Regions from separate parts of the Mus musculus genome. Here regions 2, 3 and 4 are each linked to region 1. A link is a contact called in public HiChIP or PLAC-seq and promoter capture Hi-C data. All regions are on one chromosome and are shown on one strand. Each heading gives the region's core, a stretch centred on a gene start, on an enhancer-like site or on the middle of the called end of the contact. The rest is flanking DNA. Distances are from core to core; before and after follow the strand shown. Region 1 holds the start of Mettl6 (methyltransferase like 6). Region 2 overlaps Dnah1 (dynein, axonemal, heavy chain 1). Region 3 has its middle 44 kb from the start of Btd. Region 4 holds the start of Btd (biotinidase).

Evidence for each region. Promoter capture Hi-C pulls out the DNA fragments that hold promoters and counts their contacts. HiChIP or PLAC-seq counts read pairs in DNA pulled down with a chosen protein or histone mark.
Region 2: an H3K4me3 HiChIP or PLAC-seq map of pro-B cells shows a contact between it and region 1, with 4 times the contacts expected there. The contact joins the enhancer-like site here to the promoter of Mettl6 in region 1. A contact is called at or near these places in 7 of 39 promoter capture datasets (the 3T3-L1 cell line, Sertoli cells, embryonic stem cells and 1 more), 1 of 15 datasets of contacts at CTCF or cohesin (large pre-B cells), 8 of 484 Hi-C or Micro-C datasets (the AML12 cell line, bone marrow-derived macrophages, differentiating embryonic stem cells and 5 more), 18 of 115 datasets of contacts at active chromatin or transcription factors (the NIH/3T3 cell line, the SCID.adh cell line, T-cell acute lymphoblastic leukemia and 13 more) and 5 of 9 other capture datasets (adipose tissue, embryonic stem cells, liver and 2 more).
Region 3: a contact with region 1 is called in a promoter capture Hi-C map of pre-B cells, with 2.1 times the contacts expected there. The contact joins the enhancer-like site here to the promoter of Mettl6 in region 1. A contact is called at or near these places in 2 of 39 promoter capture datasets (hippocampal neurons and pre-B cells), 1 of 484 Hi-C or Micro-C datasets (cerebellar granule neurons), 4 of 115 datasets of contacts at active chromatin or transcription factors (the 230-238 cell line, bone marrow-derived macrophages, effector CD8 T cells and 1 more) and 3 of 9 other capture datasets (adipose tissue, liver and pancreatic islet).
Region 4: a contact with region 1 is called in a promoter capture Hi-C map of neural stem cells. The contact joins the promoter of Btd here to the promoter of Mettl6 in region 1. A contact is called at or near these places in 15 of 39 promoter capture datasets (the 3T3-L1 cell line, the C10 cell line, HPC-7-derived erythroid cells and 11 more), 1 of 15 datasets of contacts at CTCF or cohesin (large pre-B cells), 19 of 484 Hi-C or Micro-C datasets (B cells, CD4 T cells, CD8 T cells and 13 more), 21 of 115 datasets of contacts at active chromatin or transcription factors (the 230-238 cell line, DN3 thymocytes, the HPC-7 cell line and 15 more) and 4 of 9 other capture datasets (adipose tissue, liver, macrophages and 1 more).

The regions. Positions count from the first base shown.
Region 1 is chr14:31,493,606-31,496,369 of GRCm38.p6, reverse strand. Mettl6 (methyltransferase like 6) reads left to right here and starts at 1,330. Exons shown (of 6, transcript NM_025907.4): 1 at 1,330-1,468; 2 at 2,406-2,764. The coding sequence starts at 2,549. It overlaps Eaf1 (ELL associated factor 1), which reads right to left and starts at 1,291. Exons shown (of 6, transcript NM_028932.4): 1 at 999-1,291. The coding sequence starts at 1,101.
Region 2 is chr14:31,270,959-31,273,722 of GRCm38.p6, reverse strand. Dnah1 (dynein, axonemal, heavy chain 1) reads left to right here. Exons shown (of 78, transcript NM_001033668.1): 53 at 702-893; 54 at 1,289-1,399; 55 at 2,081-2,266; 56 at 2,554-2,745. The region is part of intron 1 of Gm35823 (a long non-coding RNA gene); the gene reads right to left. Among named protein-coding and RNA genes, the nearest start is that of Gm35823, 4.4 kb to the right of the region's middle. Within about 2 kb of position 1,377, at least 8 of the 459 cell types and tissues checked have an H3K27ac peak or open chromatin away from gene starts, as enhancers often do. A contact at or near this core is called in pro-B cells and regulatory T cells, where this site is marked.
Region 3 is chr14:31,683,437-31,686,200 of GRCm38.p6, reverse strand. No RefSeq gene overlaps it. Among named protein-coding and RNA genes, the nearest start is that of Btd, 44 kb to the right of the region's middle. Within about 2 kb of position 1,325, at least 113 of the 459 cell types and tissues checked have an H3K27ac peak or open chromatin away from gene starts, as enhancers often do. A contact at or near this core is called in the 230-238 cell line, bone marrow-derived macrophages, effector CD8 T cells and 1 more, where this site is marked.
Region 4 is chr14:31,639,687-31,642,450 of GRCm38.p6, reverse strand. It overlaps Btd (biotinidase), which reads right to left and starts at 1,394. Exons shown (of 4, transcript NM_025295.4): 1 at 1,316-1,394. The coding sequence starts at 1,326. Hacl1 (2-hydroxyacyl-CoA lyase 1) reads left to right here and starts at 1,486. Exons shown (of 17, transcript NM_019975.3): 1 at 1,486-1,662; 2 at 1,853-1,957. The coding sequence starts at 1,573.

The sequences.
Region 1 (2,764 bases), core at 81-2,580:
TGTGTGTTGAGTCACATCGATTAGCTCCCATGACAAAGCAGGTCTTAACCCACACTAACGCTACCGGAAACCCGACGCCTGTGATTCACAGGGATGTGCTTGGTTTGGTCAGCCATGTCCTGACTCAGGACACACAGTGGCAATACCCCTTTCAGAGTCTATAATCACGTAGGAAAGGGCCCAACATAATGACTCTTTCCACATTCCTTATGCTGCCTTCTTCATTTTCCAAACATAGATCAGGCTTTAATTTATGCCAGATGCACAAACTCTAATTTTATTCTTCACCCACAAGTGAGTTGGCCCAGAAGTTAAGGTGAAGTAGGTGACATTAATCTAGCTAGGTATGGTGGATCAGGTCCATATTTTCAGCACCACAGAAGCTGAGGTAGGAGGACTGCAGCATGTTCAGCGCTGGCCTGAATTATATAGTAATTTCTAGGCCAGCATCACTAGTAAGACTGTCTCGAACAGCAACAACAACAAAATCAGTGTCATAAGCAGAGAGGAAGAAGAAACCTTATGGGTGGCACGAAGAATGCAGGTTCCCTGGCTGTGGAGGAGACCAAGAGCAAGGGGAAAGGAGCAAGGGAAGGAATGAAGTAAACGACACTCGTAGCAAACGGAAGACTTTTCCAGGGCAAGAGCCCTGATGGAAGAATTCGACAAAGAGAACGGGGACACAAGGGAGGAGAAATGGGCATCGCTACTAAAGGAGAAAAGTTTGGCTTAAGGGCTGGGAAGGGGAATTTGAAATAAAGGGGCTATGACTTTCTGAAGTGGTATTTGAGACTGTAAAGTAAAAGAATAGTTGGCAGCAATCAGAGGTTTGGTTTGGGAGAAGAGATTTCAAAGTAAAAGAGCAGATCGAAGTTCCAGAGGCTAAGGGATGAGAGGTAAGGAAAGCGACGCTTTCGAGCCGGGATTAGCCAGGGGAGTCTGGGCTTGCACGTGGCGGCCAGGGAGCCCCAAGTGAACCTGGAGGGGCGCTCACTCACAGCGAATCGTGTGGAAGGAGGCCCGCGGCCGCTTCTCGAAGCTTTCCCCTAGCCGCAGACAGTGTTCCTCCCGGTCCAGCAGCGGGTTCGCCGTGCCGTTCATGGCCTTGCACTTGCCCGGCACCCGGATTGGAGCTCTCCTCGCGCGGCCGCAGTCCCCCCGGATCCCCGCGCAAGCGGCCCGCAGGACCGCGCTCCCGGGACACCGCTCCGGAGCGCGCACTGAACCAAGTCCGCGCCCACCCGGGGCCGGAAACCAATCTACTCCGCGTCTCGAGAGACTCTGCGGAAGTAAGGCCGCTGCACTTCCGGCATTGGGGAGGGACTTCCGTCTCCCCAACGGAAATAGCGGGGGCAGTGCCATGGAGAGAGAGTTCTCCGGGACTGCTGCAGCCCACAGTTTTCTGGTCTAAGGAGGAGCCCAGGTCAGCTAGAAGATTCTGCTGCCGACGCCTGGGCTTGACTGACGGGTGAGTGCGCCCTGACCTGTTCTTTGCTGGGGACCCTGGGAGCTCAGAGCGTGGGGAACTGAGTGGACGCGAGTTTGAATGTAGGTATGAGTGTCCCTGGACATGCCCGAGACCCTAGCGGCCTGCTTTATCCGAGGGTTCAGAGAGCGATGACGGTTCTCGGGACCTCAGTCACCCTTCCCCCTACTTCGCTCCATGGTTGCGATGAGAGGATTTCAGTTCTCCTGGCCGACGACGCTTCCTTCAGTTTATGGGTACGATCAGAAACCCCGGCCTCTCCGGATCAGCTCCGTCACCTCCTTAGCCCCCCCGCGATCCCGTGTCTGTTAGGCAATCGTCTACCCGCTTTCGGTTAGGGCGGTTGTTGCCGTTGTTTTGAAGTCACGTTTCCCACGGGCACTGAACGTTGATGAGAATTTTTTTTTCTCACATTTTCTCAGTCAACTCGTGGATGCGTCCCTTTGCCCTAAGTAAACCTATTTCTTGTAGTACTTGGCTCATCTGATTTGAATTGGGAGTCCGGTCCGTGAGAGTTCTGGTCTCTGAGTGTAGTAAGCTCTATGCAGTAGAGACTGTCTTGGTCTTTATGACCTCTCCAGACCCCGGCAGGGTGTTGGGCAGAGTCAGCATCTCGGGAGTGTTAAGTGAATTGACCCCGGAGCCTTAAAGAGCCCTCCGGGAACCTCTCCCCGAGTCTTGGACTCGTTTAGAATCCAAGCTCTAGAAATAATAAAGAACGATCTAGCTTGATGAGGCCCTGGTCACCCGAGTTGGGAGGATGAGGCAAGAGGAAGTACATTCAAGGGACAGGCTGGGCTTCAGGGACAGCCCCTGGCTCAGATGAACAGGATGGGGAGAGAAGCAGGCAGGTTGTTAGAGAATCACTAGTCAGAATCAATCAGTCAACCCCCTCCCCCCCTTTCTCTTTCCTAAGTAGCATCGTATCCTGTTGGAGCTGGAAAGTCACCTGGGGAAACTGCATCAGAGAAACTCCAGTGTCTACAATCTCAGCATCGTTTGTTCAGATGGTTGAAGAACAGAGGACCTATAGCAGCATTGAATGTGTTTCCGGCAACTACAATGGCTTCTTTCCAAAGGAAAGGACTGCAAGCAAGGATTCTTAGCACTGAAGAAGAGGAGAAACTGAAAAGAGACCAAGCTTTGGTGTCTGCTTTTAAACAGCAAAAACTGGAAAAAGAGGCTCAGAAGAACTGGGACCTTTTTTATAAAAGAAACAGTACCAATTTTTTCAAGGACAGACACTGGACCACCAGAGAGTTTGAGGAGTTGAGATCA
Region 2 (2,764 bases), core at 128-2,627, 220 kb after region 1:
CGTGGTGACCCAGAGTGTGCTACAGATGGTTAGCACCCCCTTCTTCCAAGGGCCCCGACACCTCTTTAAAGATTGCAGATAGGATCAGCCAGGTTTGTCTGGTTCAGTCTCAGAGAGTTGGACCTCTGAGGTCCAAGAGCTAAGATGAAGCCAATGTTTCCCTGGCTTAGACCCAACCTCTGAGGGGACACCATCTTAGGCCTTTCAGAGGGAAGCAGCTCATGGAGCTGTGCCAAGGGCCCTGGACCATGGCTGGGAGACACCTGGGTCCACGGTCAAGGCCAGGTCTGTTCTTGACTAGTATGGGCCTTGGGCTTTTCATCTACATAAAAGGTTGCCTAAGGGCTGGAGAGATGGCTCAGTGGTTAAGAGCACTCACTGCTCTTCCAGAGGTCCTGAGTTCAATTCCCAGCAACCACATGGTGGTTCACAACCATCTATAATGGGATCCGATGTCCTTTTCTGGTGTGTGTCTGAAGACAGCTACAGTGTGCTCATATAAATAAAATAAAATAAATCTTTAAAAATAAGGAGGGGGGTTACCTGGGCCTGGAGGTCATGAGGATCTTAGGAAACTATTTATTTGAGGTAAAATTGTGAAGTGACCCTTTCCTCAGGACCAGGACACGGTGGCTTTGTGGGTACCTGGTACCTGGTCTTTGCTGAAGTGCTACAAGTACCCATGATCTCCACCTCCACAGATTCAGGTTTGCGTATTTATCCACCAGTCAGTGGCCAGCAAATGTGTTGAGTACCTCGCAGAGCTGGCCCGCCACAACTATGTGACCCCCAAGAGCTATTTGGAGCTGCTCAATATTTTCTCCATCCTCATTGGGCAGAAGAAAATGGAACTGAAGACAGCCAAAAACCGCATGAAGAGTGGCCTTGACAAGGTAGGGCTGAGGAAGGCCCGAGGACAGTGGCTAGCTACCTGGGCTGCGTCTCAGCAGTCTTTGATGTCAGGGTGGCCTGGCATTTCAAACTGTACAGCCCAAAGTGCTGAAAAGGGTGACTTCCTTCTCAGTGAAAAAATAAAAATTATCAGTGAAGGGTGAGAGCAAGCAGAGACACCCCCAAGTTCTGAGGGAGTGAGGTGGCCTCCTCTAGAAACCACTGAGCAACCTGGGGGCCACACGGGGACTATTCAGCAGGGCCCTATCCTCAGAACCCTAAGGCCTGGGGTCTCTCTAGTCCCTGTAACACCTGGTTTTTGTTTTGTTTTGTTTTGTTCTGTTTTGTTTTGTTTTGTTTCGTGTTTTGTTTTGTTTTTCTCTGCTCTCAAACTCAGCTGTTGCGCACTTCTGAGGATGTGGCCAAGATGCAGGAGGAGCTGGAGATTATGCGCCCCCTGCTGGAAGAAGCTGCCAAGGACACCATGCTCACCATGGAACAGATCAAGGTTGGGCGGCTCACAGAGAACTCCTGAGCCCACCTCCTGGTCCTATGTGAGGATGCTCAACATCTCAAACAGGGAATGGCTAGCCCCTGGCTTTCACACTTCCGTTCCCTCATTCACTGGGCGGGCGCTCATTTACCTGGCAGGTAACTTAGGCAGGTTAAGCCAGGAGGCACTCCTTTGGCCGGGCATCTATGAAGAGCGAGGCAGATGAGTCCAAAAAGGCCAGGCATTGATGATGTCACAGCTCAGACTGAGCAACAGAACTGGCACAAGCAGGCGTGCAGATGCTGCCCAGAATCAGGGTTTACATCGAGGGTTCGGTCCTCCCAACACAGACCACCATTAGCATGACAGCTTTCTGCCACTATTCAAGGGTCCTGGTCTACCGAGTCAGAGTATTACAAAATGTTCCCTGAAGAAATGGGGAGGTGCATCTTTGCATCGTGCACAGATAGCAACGTGGGCCTGTAGGGCTGGAATGCCCAAACCTGGAAACTCCTAAGCCTTGTTGTGGCCCTGGAGATGTGTGGGAGGATCTCCTAGACTTCCTGGGTCTCAGCAACCTATTGCAACTAAGAGGCCCTTAGAAAAGGTGGAAATCTAAACCCTCAGAAAGAGGGGGGTTGGTATTCCTGCCCTTGCTGCTGGCCACTCACTGGATGCCCTGTTTTCCATCCCCAGGTGGACACAGCCATAGCTGAGGAGACCCGGAAATCAGTGCAGGCAGAGGAGATTAAGGCCAACGAGAAGGCCAACAAGGCCCAAGCTATTGCTGATGATGCTCAGAAGGATCTCGATGAGGCCCTCCCAGCCCTGGATGCAGCCCTGGCCAGCCTTCGAAACCTCAACAAGAATGATGTGACAGAGGTGAGCAGCCAGGCGTCTCCTCACACTCACTGTCATATCCCTTTCTGTGTCCTCTTAGGTCCTAATGGTGTCCCCAGGCCCACCTTGTGCACATCTTTTGGTGACTGTGTACCAACAGGGGGGAACAGAATGAGGGCCAGATCCTCGTTGCTTGTCCCACTTTCCTGGTGCCAAAACCAGGCAGTCCCAACGCCCTAGGTCCTGTGGCAGTGAAGACTTGGTTGGTAGGGCCCACCTTGCCCAAGGGTAGGACTTTCCCCTTCTATACCTCTTGGCATGGCCCATAGGTGCGTGCCATGCAGCGCCCACCCCCAGGAGTGAAGCTGGTCATTGAAGCTGTGTGCATCATGAAGGGCATCAAGCCCAAGAAGGTACCAGGAGAGAAGCCAGGCTCCAAAGTGGATGACTACTGGGAGCCAGGCAAGGGGTTGCTGCAAGACCCAGGCCGCTTCCTTGAAAGCCTCTTCAAGTTTGACAAGGTGACCACACTAAGCACCT
Region 3 (2,764 bases), core at 76-2,575, 190 kb before region 1:
CACCAGTGAGGGGGGCTCACATGGGGGAAGCAAGCATAACGGGTGCATGTGAGATTCCCAAATAATAAAACAAAAAAATGTTAAACTCTTTTTAAAGCCTTGGAAAAGAGAGGTTAAGGCTCTGAATTTGGAAAATAGAATATTAATTTAAAAATAGATCTATAATAACCCTTTGTGGAAAATAGGCAACAGACCTTACCAAGCCAGATAAAGGGTGTTCTCCCCTTTGTGGTTTCACTGTAGACCAGAAAATGAAAATGTCAAAATCAGGAAGTAAGCAGTTCTCAAGTCCCGAAGCTGTGCACCGTTCTGGTTAGTGTGGTAAAGCAGCTCCTCGCCCTCTCTGCCCCTCTAGGGGACACAGGGGACACGGGTCATTCGCACGCCCCGCGTATCCACCCTGGACATACCAGCGCCTGCCCATCCCTTAGCCATCCTGCCCATCAGAGCGATTGCTGCAGAGTCTCAGTGCTAGAGTCCAGCTAACCCTGACTGTGTTTTATATGTGTCTCAAGTCATGAAAAGCATGGTGTAGGGTTCAGGCAAGAGGAAGGTAGAATTCCCGCAGAACCCCACCGTGAGTGGCAGGGCTTCGAGCAGACCTCTGTGAAGGGGAGCTGAAGCAGAGAGCCTTTCCCAATGGCTGTGACAGTGTTGCCTCCTGACAGGGCCATCTCTTCACTTTTCCTTGCCTTTGTTTCCTGGCTGTGAAACAATAGTGGTGTGCGATGTACAGGGTTTCCGAGCAGTGCTGCCATCTCTGCTACAGACGTGGTGGGAATTAAGTGAGAGTGCGTGGAAGGGGGCTGGTGTGTAACACGCACAGGGTAAAGGTTAGCTCTCTTCTCTGCCCTGGCATTTTATGGGAAGGATTAAATGAGATAATAGACAGCCTAGAATCTGAACTCAGTGAGTTGATGGCTTTGTGACTTTAAAACTAGTCATTTAACTTCTCTGAACTTCAAGTGTTTTGAGGGTTTTGTTTGTAAAATGAGAACATTTAACATTTTTTCCTATTCTTTTATCTCTCTGGCTGCTGTTGCTTGGGGGCTTCTTGTTTTTTTTTTTTTTTTTTTTTTTGAGAAGGGATCATGGAAGATCGGTAGGAGGGACACATGCAGAGGAGATGGGACATGGTCTGGTGTTAGGGAGCACTCCTGAAAGGCGACTTGCCAAACACTTTGCTGCTATGACACTCTTCTCCTAAAGAAGACGTTATGTTTTTTCAGGGAATGAAAATCATTCAAAAGTCATCTAAAACCTACTGCCTTGGTCTGCGTCTGCAAAAACGCACATTCACTGTGCAAGAGTCTGACTAAAGGAAATGCCTTTGTGGAAGGAAGTTAGGGAGGGTGGAGCCTGAGGTGGCTTCAAGTCTACCCTCAAAGACATCAGTGATCAATTCCTTCTGTGCGACAAATATCTGACAAAGTACACAGAAGCCCTTGGGCCCAGAGTGCCCTTCTTCCCAGAATGTCTCTGCTTTAGTATCCTCAGCATGTTCTCAGAAGCCGAGGGTGAAAGCCTGGCCTAATGGAGCACTACAGGGCAGAGAAGGCTCCTCAAGGCTGACTCAAGATGAGAGTGTGTGTACAAATTAAGGTTTTTGAGCCTTACCCCCCCCCCCCCCCGCTGGTGTAGACTGTATTTGCACCAACCTCAGTACAGTTTCCAGTTCTACCAATCACAGGCCCCACATATAGACCAGTCTCAAATCCTGCATTGCACCAATCACCAGCATTGCATCTTGCTGAGTTACTGAGAGCTGCAGCAGCTGAGGGCAGGGCTGCAGGGCTCTGAGCCCTGTCTTGCCTGCAGTACTGCCTTCTAAGGCAGGTGCAGCTGATCTGGAGTAGTTGTGACTCCCAAAGATATGATCCAGATATCTAGGAAATGGGGGTGGGGGTTGCCAAAGCATGGGCAAGAAAACACTAGGCGGTACACTGAGAAGCTGTGCTTAATGGCCTGGCAATATTCTTTTGACACCAGGCACTTTCATTCCCAAACACTATTGTTTCTCTGTGTGGGGCAGCGTAGCATCACTCAGGTAAGAGGTATGGGCAAGATGACTCCATCATTAACCAGAGAAGAGCTTTTGAAAGGGCTGACACACATTCTGGGCTGACCAGCACTTGGTTAGATGCACTGTTGCTTGCCTTGAGCACAGTGACACCTCTGCTCATCTCTGTTGCCATGCAGGTTATGTCCTCGGTCCCCTGGTGTCCTTTGTCTGCTTGAAGGCTCATAAACTTCATGCCCAGAGAAATTGCTGAAGGCTCATAAACTTCATGCCCAGAGAAATTGCCAGGCTGCTCTGGGGACTCCCCTAAGCACCCCTCCACTCACCCACAGGCAGGATCTCCTGTGCCTCTGAGACCATCTGAGCTATGTGGGATAGCTCTGGGCCAGGACATTGCCCAACACAGGAAGAGTCTCTCTCCTGCAGCATGCTTAGGCAGGCCTTGTCATGGCTATTCTTTTTTTTTTTTTTTTTTTTTTTTTTTGGGGTTTTTGAGACAGGGTTTCTCTGTATAGTCCTGGCTGTCCTGGAACTCACTTTGTAGACCAGGCTGGCCTCGAACTCAGAAATCCGCCTGCCTCTGCCTCCTGAGTGCTGGGATTAAAGGCGTGCGCCACCACGCCCGGCGTCATGGCTATTCTTAAATCTAGCAATTTATGAGAATACAGTTGTTAGTCAATTCATTAATTTCTCATGCACAGACCACACAATTTCAAAATCTTGCTCACATACAACCTGGGAGTC
Region 4 (2,764 bases), core at 145-2,644, 150 kb before region 1:
CGGTGGTAGAGTGCTTGACTAATATGTGCAAAGTCCTAGGGTCAGTCACTAGTATTGCTTTTATGACTTATTCTTTCTTTGAGTAATTAAAAGACATGGTCTCTCTACATAGCCCTGGCTATCCTGAAACTCACTAGGTAGCCCAGGCTGGTCTCAGACTCGCAGAAGTCGACATGCTCCTGCCTCCAAGTGCTGGGATTACAGATGTGAGCCACCACATCTGGCGCTACGATGCCAAATCTCACCAAAATAACAAATAACATTTTAAGCATACTGCCAACAAAAATAACAGGGAGTATGATTAACATATTCCAAGTCCACACAGAGTGCTCTGTATAAATTACAGCGCCTGGGATCCTTACACTGAAGTTGGATGGAACAGCAGTGACTTTGCACTTGGAAGACAGTCACGTCACTTCTGCTTAATCTCTACAGGCAAGGGAAGCAAGGCCCGCTGTACCTTGAACTGCTAGGCGAAGGCAATAACCAGCTCAATGAGTTTTCTCTTTGCCAAATGGCAAAAATGGCCAGTTGAAGACTGATCCTTAATAAATATAAACCAACCAACCAACCAACCAACAAACAAACAAACAAAAGCCCATTCGATCTGAATCACAGTGATTTGTTCCCATCAGGGTCCAGTTTGCCCTTCATAAAGTGTTCTGCCAGTAATTCTGAGAAAGCAATCGGTGTTAAGGGGCCAAGAATCCACTAATGTCTACAAAGCACGCGATGCCAGGGGTCAAGCAGGCTAATCCATGAACCAGTAAGTAGAAAACCAACACTATTACTTTGGTAAAAGTTAAGCAATCATACATTAATTATTAAGCAATGGCTCTAACAGACCTTAGTGATACCCAACTGGAACAAAATAAGTAAATATAAACCAGGCAGAGGGCAGGAGCAGCTACGGTGTTAATAAGTTTATCTCTTGAGCAATTTTGGTGTCATCTCTGATTAAGAATACACCTCTGCTCACAGACTTCTGGAACGTGCACATGATGTGGGGTGCAAAACCACAGAGTTATAAAATCAGAGGGCACAGGAGCACGACACTGTACCCAAAAGCCTGTTTTTTTTCCAACTTTACACTCTCCAAGTTACCCGCGTCCCAGCAGCCTTTGCGTAGCTTGCCTCCAATCAGCGGGAAGCCCCGGCGAGGGCGGGGAGGCGCGGTGGGGCCACGCCCCCTCCTCGCCTGGTCTCTGCAGTCACCCTCCAGATGTGCCATCCCCTCCATACCGGACTGAGCTGTATCGCTACCCTAGTGGAGGACAAAACCAAGGCGAGCATCCTCAGAGATTGGGTTTCTTACCTGCTTCGCATAGGACGCGGCCTCCGGCTCGTCCCGCCTCCTGCTGATGGCGGAGTCCGGAAAAGACTGACTGGAGAATGGGCGTGCTTACATGATCGCCTCACCAAGGACTGACTTCTTGTCCCGCCCCTTCTCCCCTTTGCTTAAATCCGTTGGGCTGCCCTCCTGTCTGTCAGAAGCGGGTGTCACCAACAACAACTCTTAGGCTAGTGAAGCTGTGAGCTGCGAGAGTGCCTTGAAGTAACTTTAGGTGGAAGATGCCAGAAAGTAACTCCGCAGAGGGTAGCGACAGAAGCGAGGAGCAGGTGTCTGGTGCTAAAGTCATCGCCCAGGCTCTAAAAACTCAAGTACGATGGATCCCTCGGGTGTGAAAGGCTCTACAGAAGCAGACGGGGACCTCGCGTTGTCCTAGAGACGGAGGGCAAGGAGGCGGGGGCGGGGGTCCTGTAGGTCTTTCCTTTGGACCCCCCGGGAGGGCAAGAAGGCTGGGTCACCTGATGATAGTTGTTTGTTGCCCCTTTTCCCTCCTACCCTCAGGATGTGGAGTACATGTTCGGTGTCGTAGGCATCCCCGTGACCGAAATCGCCCTTGCTGCCCAGGAACTGGGCATCAAGTACATTGGGATGCGGAATGAGCAAGCGGTGAGTCTTGACACAGGGACCAAATGGCAGCCATTCGATGCACACAGCGTCCCATCGTTTCTAAAGCATTGCACGTACCACTGTTAATCCTCCTTGACAGGAAAATGAGAAGAGAGAGACTAAGTTAAACTTGCCCAACGCGAGTCATTTGGTAGTGGCATTTGAACTCAGGTATTCTGAGTTTGGAGCTATGCTTATACCTTTCTACCGTAGTGTACTCTGCCACATCCAAATATCAGAATCGAAAGGGGTAGTCTTACTTCACTACTAGACTGTTAGTTCTAGCAGAGAAGGCATATTGATTCATCGCTAGGTAAGTGTATTGCCAGCATCTGATGTAGTTCCTGTACATGACAGGTGTCAGAGAGTGATTAGTGATTGAAGGCCAGGACTCATGCAACATAAAGTGGAAGACATTATAGACGGCAGTGCCGTCATTGGAACTCAGGGCTCTCAAACCCCAGTTTGGTGCTTTCCCTCAGCATTATGCCTCCCTCCTTTGGGGTCTTACCTGGGAGAGGGAAAACCAAAGGACATTTTATGAACCCACTTAAAGTATTTTCTCTGGCAGCCCAGGATTACCCTCTCTTAGCAATCCAGGCAAAAATATCAAGTATCTGGTGCAGATGAAGTGGTTCAGTGAAGTTCTACAAAGCCACGTAACCTCATAACCTGAGTGTAATCTCCAGGGCCTGTATGGAAAAATGAAGGCGGTTTCTGATTTATGATTCATGTTGTCCTTGGACCTACACACACACACACAGGCTGAGTTAAATTGTTTTGGACCTACACACACACACAGACAGG